Linked DNA regions of Rattus norvegicus: region 1 is linked to region 2. A link is a contact called in public Hi-C data. All regions are on one chromosome and are shown on one strand. The core of a region is the stretch at or near the end of the contact, and the rest is flanking DNA. Distances in the headings are between cores, read along the strand shown.

Region 1 (5,787 bases), core at 1,842-4,341, 71 kb after region 2:
TCAGGGCTTCCTCACCTCCCTTCATCTCCCTCTCCTATCTTCACACGTAGTCGAAGGCAGGTTCATCTCAGTTCCCACACTAAAGATGGTAAGAAGGAACATAACAGCCACTGTATACCAACAAGAACAACAAGGAATGTTCTACGTGTTAAAGTGATTAAAGCCCAAAGCTCCTCAAGGACCATTTCTGTAGTATTAGCAAGAGAAATAGTCTAATGGCGAGCCCTTTGTGTTTTTGGGAAGTGTCGGCACAATTGGACCACATATTTGCTACATTATTGAGTCCAACCAGGAGACGGACCCAAACCAGTTCCCAACTCTGGTTTTACTTGAAGACAAAGATATCAAAACTACACTAAACACTCCCAGAATTAAATCTATAATCTATGTAAGGGGAAGAAAACACAGGATTGCAGTTCATCTGTGAGAACATGGAAATAAGCCTGAGGAAGCCCGTTAAACAGGAAGTTTGTGATGAATGACTTAATCAAGTTGGCTTAAAATTCCTGTTTATATATTCCTTACTTCCTATAATAAAGTAGCCAGTTTTATTTCCCTCAGTTTGTGTCAACTGATAGCCGGGCCCTTCCACGCATACATACTACCCTACCCTATGCTGTGGTTCTCCGCTAGCCACTGACAGGTGTTAAGAGCCAGTACTCATTGAGACCCTGACCGACTCATCCCAGGACCACTACCTTTGATTCTACCCCATCAGGCATCTCCCAGATGCAGGAGGCTTCCCATGCTACCCATGAGTCCCCTCACCTCTCTCTTGCTGTTTTACATGACAGTGGACTCTCCCCCATTCTGTGCTCAGTGGAAGATTACTTTTGAGGAATTTTCTTTACTCTGGAATGATTTGAATAAGATGAAGCACTTTAGAGCAAAATGTGAGTCCACAGCAGTTTACTAATCTACAAGTTACATGTTAGGTGGCCTAGAAGGAAGGTCATGTCTTAAACTGTACACCAGGTGAATTGCTGTGTGTTAGAACTTGTAGGGCAGCTTTGAGATCGCCAGAGATTCTCGTGCCAAGACTTTAGTGTAGACAGATTATGGCTTAGGAGGTATTCAGGTGAGAATAGGGCTCTGAAAAATGAAATCATCTTTATGGAAAGACATGGATTAACGGTCCATAGTAAGTCTTCTGTTAAAGCATGTTTTTGAGTCAAATAATATGCACACTATTAACAATTTATGTCTCTAAACACACGAACTGTTGAGTAAATGTGACATGATTTCCTTCTCAAAAGCACACTGCACTATTCTAAGTCATTTTATTAGTAGCTCAAATCGGAACTCTATTAAATAGTGGTTTTTGCTACTTAGAGTCTTTAGTGTGTTTTCACTTGGAAGTGTAAGAAAGGAAGCATGAGGAGAGGGGATCCATACTTGCTGGGTATCTGTAATCGCTGTGCACAATTACAAAGTTCAGACGTGAGGGAAGATCTAGTTTGTCTAGCATTTTTTAAAGAATTTGTAAGTTTTCTACAACTGGTAGCTCTTTACTCATATGGCCCAGACTCTGAACACGAGGTTCTTTGTGTGGGTTATCTGTACCACCTATGCAGTCAGGGGGTACTTGTCAGCAGATGAGGGTCTCTGGGGACCACTTTATTTTCCTTGTACGTCCTCAAAGCCTCTTTATGTAGGCTTTCCCTGGGGCAGTGCACACCAGAAATTCAGTATAGCTGCTGGGGTTTTCTGTCATAAAGAAGAGCCCCACTGGGAAGCAAGTCGTAGTGTATACATTTATTAGCCATGAAGGCAGACTATGGGTTTTGTAAAGAATAAGTGGAATTATCTCTGCTCCCCCAATGTATATTCCTATACAAAGAGGTAACTTTTGCCAACTTGAGCAGTGTTGTGGATAAGAGTCACAAACCACAAGGCCTTGTTGAGTTCTGTCTAATGGAAGGGGGCTTCTTTCTGCTTTAGTGTCCCCTTTTTAAAGTGGGACCAGCAGCATCTGTCTGCATGAATGCCTAAGAGATGTCCGCTAAGTCACATCTTCCCTGTAATGTTTTTGGGGTGTCAGTTAACACGTTTTTATTGAACTCATCTGTGTAGAGCATCTATTAGAGGCTTTGAGGTTAGAAACTTAGGTTTGATCTGGGGTTTAAGGAACTCTTAAGGTCCACAGGGGCATGAGTAGTACTCAGGAGGAGAGCGGGTTGAACATCAGTGTACCAGGCTTGTGTCTACTTCACTGCCAGAGCTTGTGTCTCAGCTTCCTTAGAATGTGCTTGCCATTCAGGAAGCTTCAGAGCAGGAATGTGCCTGAGGCTTCACCCAGCGCAAGCCTGCCGAGAAGATGGCTGCTGCCTTAGCTCTTCTCCAGTGCTATCATACAGATCAGGATTTGTGTGTGTGCAGCACTTGGGCCTCATTCCCCTTCTGTCTCCTCACAGACTGCTTGTTGGGAGAGAATGTTGAGAGCACAGAATCTCATCGCTCTACTGCTGCAGAGAGCCGTGGACATAGCCCCTCAAGCCTGCCCCTCTGCAGTGTCCTACTGGCTACATGAAAAACAGGAATTTATGTAACAAGCCCTGCACAGCAAACGTTTTCCTGTTGTGGGGGTGGGTGGGTAATTGTTGGCAAAGTGAGTATTCAGCTCTATTACTCAGAGTGACCTGAAATGTCCTTAGAAAAGTATGTAGTGTGATATTTTGATAAGTAAAGGATTGCTATGGCCAACAAAAAAAACCAACAAACAGAAGTCCAAGCATTTAATAGATACTAGCCCTGAAGTTAGTGAACTATTTTTAAACTTTTGAGGAGATTTCTTTGCTATTACATCTTCTTTGGTCCTGGTGAAAATGCCCCTCCCTGTGTGTGCTCACCACGGTCTGGCAGAGCCACCCTGGGCTTATAGAGCTGAGCCCCTTCCCCTGTTAGTTTCAGACAGTCAGGAAGCTGATCTGGAAGGATCTCCTCCCCTATACTCTCTTTATTATTAACTAAATGGGACAGGACAGGAGTCCAGCTTCCTCTCTCTGAGAGCTTTTATCAGCGCTTATCTGTGTGTCTACTGTGTTTAAAGACCACAGTTGTCCTGATGGGACCTCGTGCAAATGCGCAGACTCCCTCCCTCCCTCCCTCCCTGAATGCAGTTCCAGGCGGGCTGCTCTCCAGGCCTGCCCAGACTGCTGCTGCTACTGCTGCTGCTGCGGAGGAATTGGAATTCTGCTCACTGGTAGTGGTGGGCACAGTGGCCAAAGCTCTGGGTGTGGGAGGGGGAAGGGGACAGGGAGGTGGGGACACATGGGATTGAGATACAGCATGAAAGAAGTGTATTCCTTAACCTTTTGGGAGATATTTGGAGTTCAAGACCTTGCCCTTCATAACATGCCTAGATATAGTATAACAGATCATAAGTGGAAGAACAGAATGAAGCCTCAGAAGACACCACCACTGCCACATACCCACATACCTGCCTGGCATCCAACCAGAAAGTTCCTGTTGGGCCATGTCTCATCCGCCCTCACCATGCATCCTGGCAGAAGGACTTAACACATAGCTGTTGTGTTGCAATTCTTGCAGGGAATGTAGTGCAGAATACATTTTGAAATACGGGTTTCTAAGCTCTCTTTGGGCCTCTGACTTTTGTCTCTTTTTAGAAAATGAGATTACCACCATGCTCATTTTGTTTTCCATCTCTTGTTGAGAAAAGGCACGAATGTGCTCAGGGTCATGGAGAAGTCTGACGATTTATATTGTTCTGGTCTGGTACAATGGTTGGCACTTTGAGCACCTTTATTCCCTGTCAACAACATGAGGATGTGGGCATTGTGGCTGCCTCCTTGGGTGACCACAAATCTAATTAGAGTCTTTTTGTGGTCCAAGAGGGGTTACAAAGTATTTGGGCAACTAAGCCTTGCATTTGGTTGGCAGAGAAGTTGGCCAACAAGTGGAGAAGCCAGGGTTAAGATATCCAGAATACTGCCCTGGACTTGGCCCCTTCAGAGCTGCAGATGAGTACGGAGCAACCAGACCAGGACAGAAAGCTTAAGACAGGTGCCTCTTTGGCCTAGGTGTCCTTCGCACTCCCAGATTTGTGCCACAGGATCCCCCAAATGTCAGATGTCACACTGGGGTTTCCTCATCTTCATTTAAGGACTAAGAGACTGACCTATATTCTCCTGTGTGTTTGCAATTTGCACACATTTGTTGTAGCTTTGTTGTTAACATCCTGTCAACCCGCACGTGCACTGAGTAGGAACAGAAGGGCTTCAGCTAGGGGAGCTCTCTTTACCCTGGTATCCCTTCTAATTACTTCTCTGGGTGGCATACTTTCTACAGTGTCCTGAAGTTAGTGGTTTGGTTAGAGCTGAGAAGTTCTCAAATTTGAATGCTGCATTTTATGGGAAGTTAACTTTCTCAAGAAAATAACTTTTCTTTATGTTTATTTTTATTTGCCTGATAGAAAGACTGATGGTATAAAAGAATTTAGGTCTTAACTTTTGGAGGAATCTGTCTGTCTGTCTGTCTGTCAGTCTGTCCATCCGTCCGTCCGTCCATCCATCCATCCATCCATCCATCCATCCATCCCATCCATCCCATCCATCTCTATCTATCTATCTATCTATCTATCTATCTATCTATCTATCTATCTATCTATCTATCTATCTATCTATCTATCTACTGGGGGAGGGGGTAAGTTAGATAGTTTAGACTAGCGTCAGATTCACTCAAAGTCCTCCTGCCTTTTCCTCCCATCAGCTGAGATTATAAGTAGATATTGTGTGTTGCTTTGGGGTTTTTGTTCCTGAGTAGGGATAGATCCTGCTTCATCTCCTTTTCTGTTACCCTTTGGGCCTGGTAACAGAGGATGTCACTTTATAGGAATGATGTTTATTTCACGGAAAAAAAATCACTTTGTTTTTAGTCAAGGTCAAAATCTGTATAAAAGAAATATATGTAAATCAATATATGTGTGTATGCATGTATAAAAGCTATTGAGCTTATTTCATTAGGGAAATAAGTGCCCTTTTTTTAGATGCTATTCTTCCTACACCAATTTGAGACCTTTTATAGTGAGTTTATTACTACAGTTTAGTGCCAATGAGGTGGTGGCTTTTGTTGCTGCACAAGTTAGATCCTCAGAACCCAAGTAAAGGTAGAAGGTGAGAAGAGACTGCAAACGTTATCTACATGCATGCGCGCGCGCGTGCACACACGCGCGCACACACACACACACACACACACACACACACACACACACACACACACACGACCCATGTTGAACAGTAAGTTGTCCAGGGGGGAAGTGCTGTACTTCTAACATATTGTCTTGCTTTACAGAATTCAATTCGCCACAATCTGTCCCTACACAGCAAGTTTATTCGAGTACAGAATGAAGGAACTGGGAAAAGTTCTTGGTGGATGCTCAATCCAGAGGGAGGCAAGAGTGGGAAATCACCCCGGAGAAGAGCTGCATCCATGGACAACAACAGTAAATTTGCTAAGAGCCGAGGACGGGCTGCTAAGAAAAAAGCATCTCTCCAGTCCGGGCAAGAGGGTCCTGGAGATAGCCCTGGGTCTCAGTTTTCTAAATGGCCTGCAAGCCCTGGGTCCCACAGCAATGATGACTTTGATAACTGGAGTACATTTCGTCCTCGAACCAGCTCAAACGCTAGCACCATCAGTGGGAGACTTTCTCCCATCATGACAGAGCAGGATGACCTGGGGGATGGGGATGTGCATTCCCTGGTGTATCCACCCTCTGCTGCCAAGATGGCGTCTACACTGCCCAGTCTGTCTGAAATCAGCAATCCAGAA
Region 2 (5,665 bases), core at 2,602-5,101:
TCTCAGAACTTGAACAAAGCATTTAACTTCTCAGTGCCGTTATCTCTAGTTGGAACCATGAGGGCTGTGTTAAACTGATAGCACAACACCCATAGGTGATCAGAGAGCTTTCCTAATTGATTGTGTTGTGTTGCCAGCACTGTCGGATATCATCTCTAAGGTTCTCATTTCATCGCCTTGCTAGGGATTAAAGCCGAGTACACATACCAACGAGCTTCAATCACAACTCAGTAACTGTATGTTATCTACTTACTATTTCCACTTTCCCACCTCACAGTCCTAGGGATTAAACCTAGGGCCTCAGATGATGATCTCTACCATAAGACTGCATTCCAGCCCTCTTTTTATTTTGAGACAGGGTCTTTGTAAGTCTTATTCCATCTAGATTTGAACTCCTTCTATAGCCCAGGGAAACTTAAACTTGAGATTCTCCTGCTTCAGCTTTATGGGTTTCTGGGATGTCAGGCCTTTAGTTCCAGCTAAAACATTTGCTTGTTTGTGAGACAAGATCTCACTATACAGCCTTGATTGGCATGGAACTCACAGAGATCCACCTGCCTCTGCCTCCCTGAGGGCTGGGTTTAATGGCTCGCACCACTACACCTGTCATGTTTACATGTTCCACAAAAACACCTTTTATTGTAGTATCTCTCTTTTTTCCACTTTCTTTCTTTTTTTTTTTTTTTTTTTTTTTTTGGAGCTGGGGACCGAACCCAGGAGGGCCTTGTGCTTGCTAGGCAAGCGCTCTACCACTGAGCTAAATCTCCAGCCCCTTTTTTTTTCCACTTTCTTAATCCTCCCTTTCTCTTTCTTTTTTTTGGGGGGGTGGGTGAGTGGGTGCGTAGGGCCTCATGTAACCCAGACTAGTTTGGAATGCATCCTAAACTCCTGATCTTCCTGCCACCACCTCTGAAGTGCTGGGGTTACTGGTGTGTACTATCTTAGGAGTTTATGCCAGAGGCCAGGGCACGGTGTATGCTCAGCAGGCATGCTACCATCTGGCTAAGTCACTGCTTTCTCAGTCTTGTCAGTGAAGACTTCACTCATCTTGGCGGAATTCAGGTGACTAGAATTACCAAGATGCACGGTTAGCAGGAAGAAGACACACCAGCTACAACGATTATTGTATTGTACACTGGTATTACGGGATGGTTATACTTTTTTGCAGGTACATTGATAATATTGATGGGAAGCCAGAAGTGGAAGCTCTCACCCTGGCACTGCTCTCTTAGTGGGATGTTTTACTATCTATTAATCAAAGGAGGCCGAAGATAACCCACATTTACTTTCCACTGCAACATTTTTACAGGGTTACCAGAGAAGAATGTTTAACTTGACATAACTTTTATCAAAGGCACTTTGCCTGTTTCTTTCAAAATCCCCAAAGCACATCATGCCTGCTTTCCCAGTGACTCCTGTTTTTGCATGCATCTCCCTACTTGTGAGGACGTGAAATGACAGTTACAACACAAGGTTATTCTTTACAGACTGGTTTGTACCAGGGGAGGATAGGAAATGTGTGTGAAACGATGTTCTGCCATGCCTATGCTTCAGTATACTGACTTCTTGACACAACCACGAATATTCCCCCTTATCAACTTTTTAAGATGCATTAAAAAAAAAAAAACCTTTGTATTAGGGACATTGATTGTACAGGTTCTTAGGCTTTTTTTTTTTTTTTTTTTTTGTCTCGGCTTAGGACCCCACACATTTAAGCCTTTGCTATCACTAGCCTATACTATGACATTTAAAGAAACAATTGGGGACAGTGGCCTTAGAGAATTTGAAGATTTGGGGAAAGCATTAGGAAAACTCCCTTAACCAAATACTCTTATCGGTACAGTCCCTGAGAAACTGGAATGGAAATGAGGCTAAGGCCAAATTCACAGCTGGATTTCATTGCCAAGAATGGCCCACCAGTGCTCCGCCTATTTGCAGGGTGCGGCTGTCTGACTGTGGGCCCACCTCAGCACAGCGTGATTACAAAGGAGCAGCCAGGGTTGTGCTTTGTGGTCCTTTTTAAGCTCACCCATTTACTCAAGGCTCCCCGCGGCTGTCAAAGAAGACCTCACCAGCCAAAATTCGTAGTCAAGGTAATGCAGTCAACCCACCTCTGCCCTCAACACCTCTGGTTTAGGATCTCCACTCAAATCTTTTTTATTAGTAGGCAGCCGGTTCCGGAAAAAAGGGATTATGAATAGGGGCCTGGATTAGAGACACTGCTAGATGCAAAGTGGAAGGAATAAGAAGTAAGAAGCCCGGTTTTCTTGGAAGCCTCATTTTACATAGAAAAACTCCACGTAAGAAGGAGTGACATACAACAGCAACAAGAAATTAGGAGCTGTCTTTTGGGACATATTTAAAACCCCGATATGCATCTTCAATTCTAAGGTGTCCCTAGTCATTAAAAGAAAATGCCACCCATACTTCTTTTTAAAAGAGAAAGCAAATCAGAAAAATCAAGCGAGGAAATATTTTCTTCAACTCTATAAAGGCAAAAAGGATCATTGTCTTTCTACCTCTGGCTCTGCTGAACCTATATTAGATACCCGGGTTTGGGAACTTAAAGAACTGGAGAGACGAGCTGTGCCCCAACAATTGTGGCTTATCTCCTTTTGCGACTTCAACACCTCATCGCTTCCATTCTCAATAAAAAAGAAGTAAGCAACCAGTTAAATTTAATTAGGGGCAATAAAGTGACAAGATTGTCTCTAAACACTCTCCTCTGACCCTTTAGCCACCACTCTGGTCCTCAGGAAAAAGTGAGATTCTCGTAACAGGAAAGAGGTTCCATAGAAGACTTCAGATCTGAGGCGCTACTGGATCTAGGTGCTTGTGCAACAGTCTTCTCCCCGCGCCGCACCTCTTTTGGGTTCAGGATGACTGGAGGCTGGGGGCTGGGGCTGGGGCTGGAGAACCGCGGAGGCTCGGCTTGCAGGTGTGCACAGGTAGGGTGGGAAGGGGAATCCGGAGCCGCAGAGCGACGGATCTTCACCGTAGGATCTTCGTGCCTGGGGCGGCCCGGGCAGATGCCAGCTTAAGAAAACATTTCTCCAAAACAAACCCCACCGACTTCCCGAGAGCTCCGCGAAGACGCGTGGGCGGAGCGGGCTGAGTGGAATCCACGAGGCGCCCCACCGCCCACGTCGCGTCCGGGAGCGCGCAGCGGCTCCGCGCCATCCCGGGAGTCGGGGTCTGGGCACTGCCTGGAGTACTCGATTGCACTCCGTAGTAAACAAAAGTATGGTCGCCGCCTCCACGCCGGTTTGCCTCCTAGCAATCCGAACACTGAGGCGCCAGAGACTCAGAAACACTTGAGAATTACAGAAAATAATAACGGAGATTAGAAAAAAAAAGTGTGTGAGAAAGAAAAACACCCCGCTGCCCCCCACCAACCTACTGCCGCCTCCCGAGGGAAAGGAGCTCCCTCCCAGGCCCGCGTTCATTGGTTGTCTAGGCAGAGACTTGGCGCGTCCATTGGTCGCGCAGCCTGTCAGTCAAGGGCGGGGCGGCGCGCGCGCCGCCGCGGGCGGGGAGCCGCTGCAGATCCCGTAAGACGGGAGGCTGCGGAGTCGCTGCAGTCCCCGCCGCCGCCACATTCAACAGGCAGTAGCGCCGCTGTCGCGCGGCCGCGGGGGAGAGAGAGCGGCCCGCGGCGTCCGCCGGTCTGCCCTTGCGTCCGCGGCCCTGTCATCAGGAGCGTGGTGCCCGAGCTGCCGGGCTCCGCGGCCTGGTCCTTGCCCCGTCCGAGGCACGAACTCGGAGGATCCCCGACACCGGTGACCCAGCGAAGTTAAGTTCTGGGCGCGTCCGTCCGCTGCGCCGCTCCTCGCTCCGGCGTGCGTCCGCCGTCCGCGGCCCCCAATCTCGGAGCGACACTCCGAGCGCCGGCTCCGCGCCCCCGGTGGCCGCGTCTCCTGGTACTCTCTGCTGGTGGGGGAGGGGCGGGGGGCACCATGGCCGAAGCGCCTCAGGTGGTGGAGACCGACCCGGACTTCGAGCCGCTGCCTCGGCAGCGCTCCTGCACCTGGCCGCTGCCCAGGCCGGAGTTTAACCAGTCCAACTCGACCACCTCCAGCCCGGCGCCGTCGGGCAGCACGGCCGCCAACCCCGACGCCACGGCGAGCCTGGCCTCGGCGTCCGCTGTCAGCACCGACTTTATGAGCAACCTGAGCCTGCTAGAAGAGAGCGAGGACTTCGCGCGGGCACCGGGTTGCGTGGCCGTGGCGGCCGCAGCTGCCGCCAGTAGGGGCCTGTGCGGGGACTTCCAGGGCCCGGAGGCGGGCTGCGTGCACTCGGCGCCGCCGCAGCCCCCACCGACCGGGCCGCTGTCGCAGCCCCCACCGGTGCCTCCAGCCGCCGCGGGGCCACTCGCTGGGCAGCCGCGCAAGACCAGTTCGTCGCGCCGCAACGCGTGGGGCAACCTGTCGTACGCCGACCTCATCACCAAGGCCATCGAGAGCTCGGCGGAGAAGAGGCTCACCCTGTCGCAGATCTACGAGTGGATGGTGAAGAGTGTGCCCTACTTCAAGGATAAGGGCGACAGCAACAGCTCGGCGGGCTGGAAGGTGAACGGCCTCGGGGCGGCCCGGGGGGGTGGATTTGTTGGGGCCCGCCGAGGGTCGGCCGTGTGGGTGTTCCGGGCCCGGAAATGATGGGCGCACGGAGAGAGCGGGCGAGAAATGGCAGGTGTGGCGGGGGCTTCCCCGAGACCTGGAGCCAAATTTGGACGAAGTGCAGGCGAGGGAGTTCTAGAGGGACCCCGGGAGGGCTTGTTTGAGAACTTAAGTGAAATGCCAGAGCAGGCTTGGAAGTTGGCTAGTTGTTGGAGTAGAGGGGCTGGCTTCGAAGGGTTCGCCACTTGACACTCCGGACCTGCGAGGGGTCGGGGCGACTCCTCCGCCCACATGCGCACCCACTCTCCCGACCCTTGGCCGACGAGGTTCCCTCGGACCCGACAGCAGAGGTGACGGGAGCACTGGAAACATTCCCCACGCACACGCGGGGCTCCCGCAGCTGATGGGTTAGCTAAACGCGCAGCGTGCTGAGCGCTGTGCGGGCCAGCAGTTGCCGAAGGTTCCCCGAGGCCGGGGCAAATTTGGTTTTTTTATCCAAAGTGGCCTGAATCGAGCGTTCCCACTTGCTGGGTACGGTTTCTGACGCGCGCGCAAGTGGGTGGCTAAGGTTTTTAGGCTCTGGGCAACCTAAAGTTCAAGTGTGACCCTTGGCCGGGGCGGGAGCAGGCGAGGAGGGGAGGGACCGGGTGTACAGGAAGCCAGAACCTTTAAAGGGCCAGTGCCTCCAGGCTGGGAGGCCACACTTTTGCGCTCAGAGAAGGGCTTCCACAATTGGGCTGGCTTGGGGAGGTATGCTTTTAATTGAAAGCCGAGTCGCTGTTGTGTGTGACCAAATTGTGCATGAGTGTTGTGGAGTGATTTCTCTTCCCATAAAGCTTGGGGCTACCCACGACCTGGTAAGGCTGGGAGCTGTGAGTGAGTATTTGGTGGAAGTCTTAAGTGGGGTGCTCACTGGGGAATTGCCAAAGACACCTGCCTTGAAGGAGGATTGCAGACCTATAAATTAGGTGTTTAAGATTGTTGTTTGTTTACCTTTCCAAAGGTGGCAGGGAGAGACTGAGGCGACTCAGTGTGGACTGTGGCATCTC

What was found. A called contact is a pair of places that touch in the nucleus more often than the background predicts.
Region 1: a contact with region 2 is called in a Hi-C map of liver, with 5 times the contacts expected there. The contact joins the enhancer-like site here to the promoter of Foxo1 in region 2. A contact is called at or near these places in 8 of 12 Hi-C or Micro-C datasets (Schwann cells, frontal cortex, hepatocytes and 3 more).

The regions. Positions count from the first base shown.
Region 1 is chr2:138,530,835-138,536,621 of GRCr8, forward strand. It overlaps Foxo1 (forkhead box O1), which reads left to right. Exons shown (of 3, transcript NM_001191846.3): 2 at 5,311-5,787. Among named protein-coding and RNA genes, the nearest start is that of Foxo1, 71 kb to the left of the region's middle. Within about 2 kb of position 3,092, at least 22 of the 93 cell types and tissues checked have an H3K27ac peak or open chromatin away from gene starts, as enhancers often do. A contact at or near this core is called in Schwann cells and liver, where this site is marked.
Region 2 is chr2:138,459,123-138,464,787 of GRCr8, forward strand. It overlaps Foxo1 (forkhead box O1), which reads left to right and starts at 3,852. Exons shown (of 3, transcript NM_001191846.3): 1 at 3,852-4,568. The coding sequence starts at 3,957.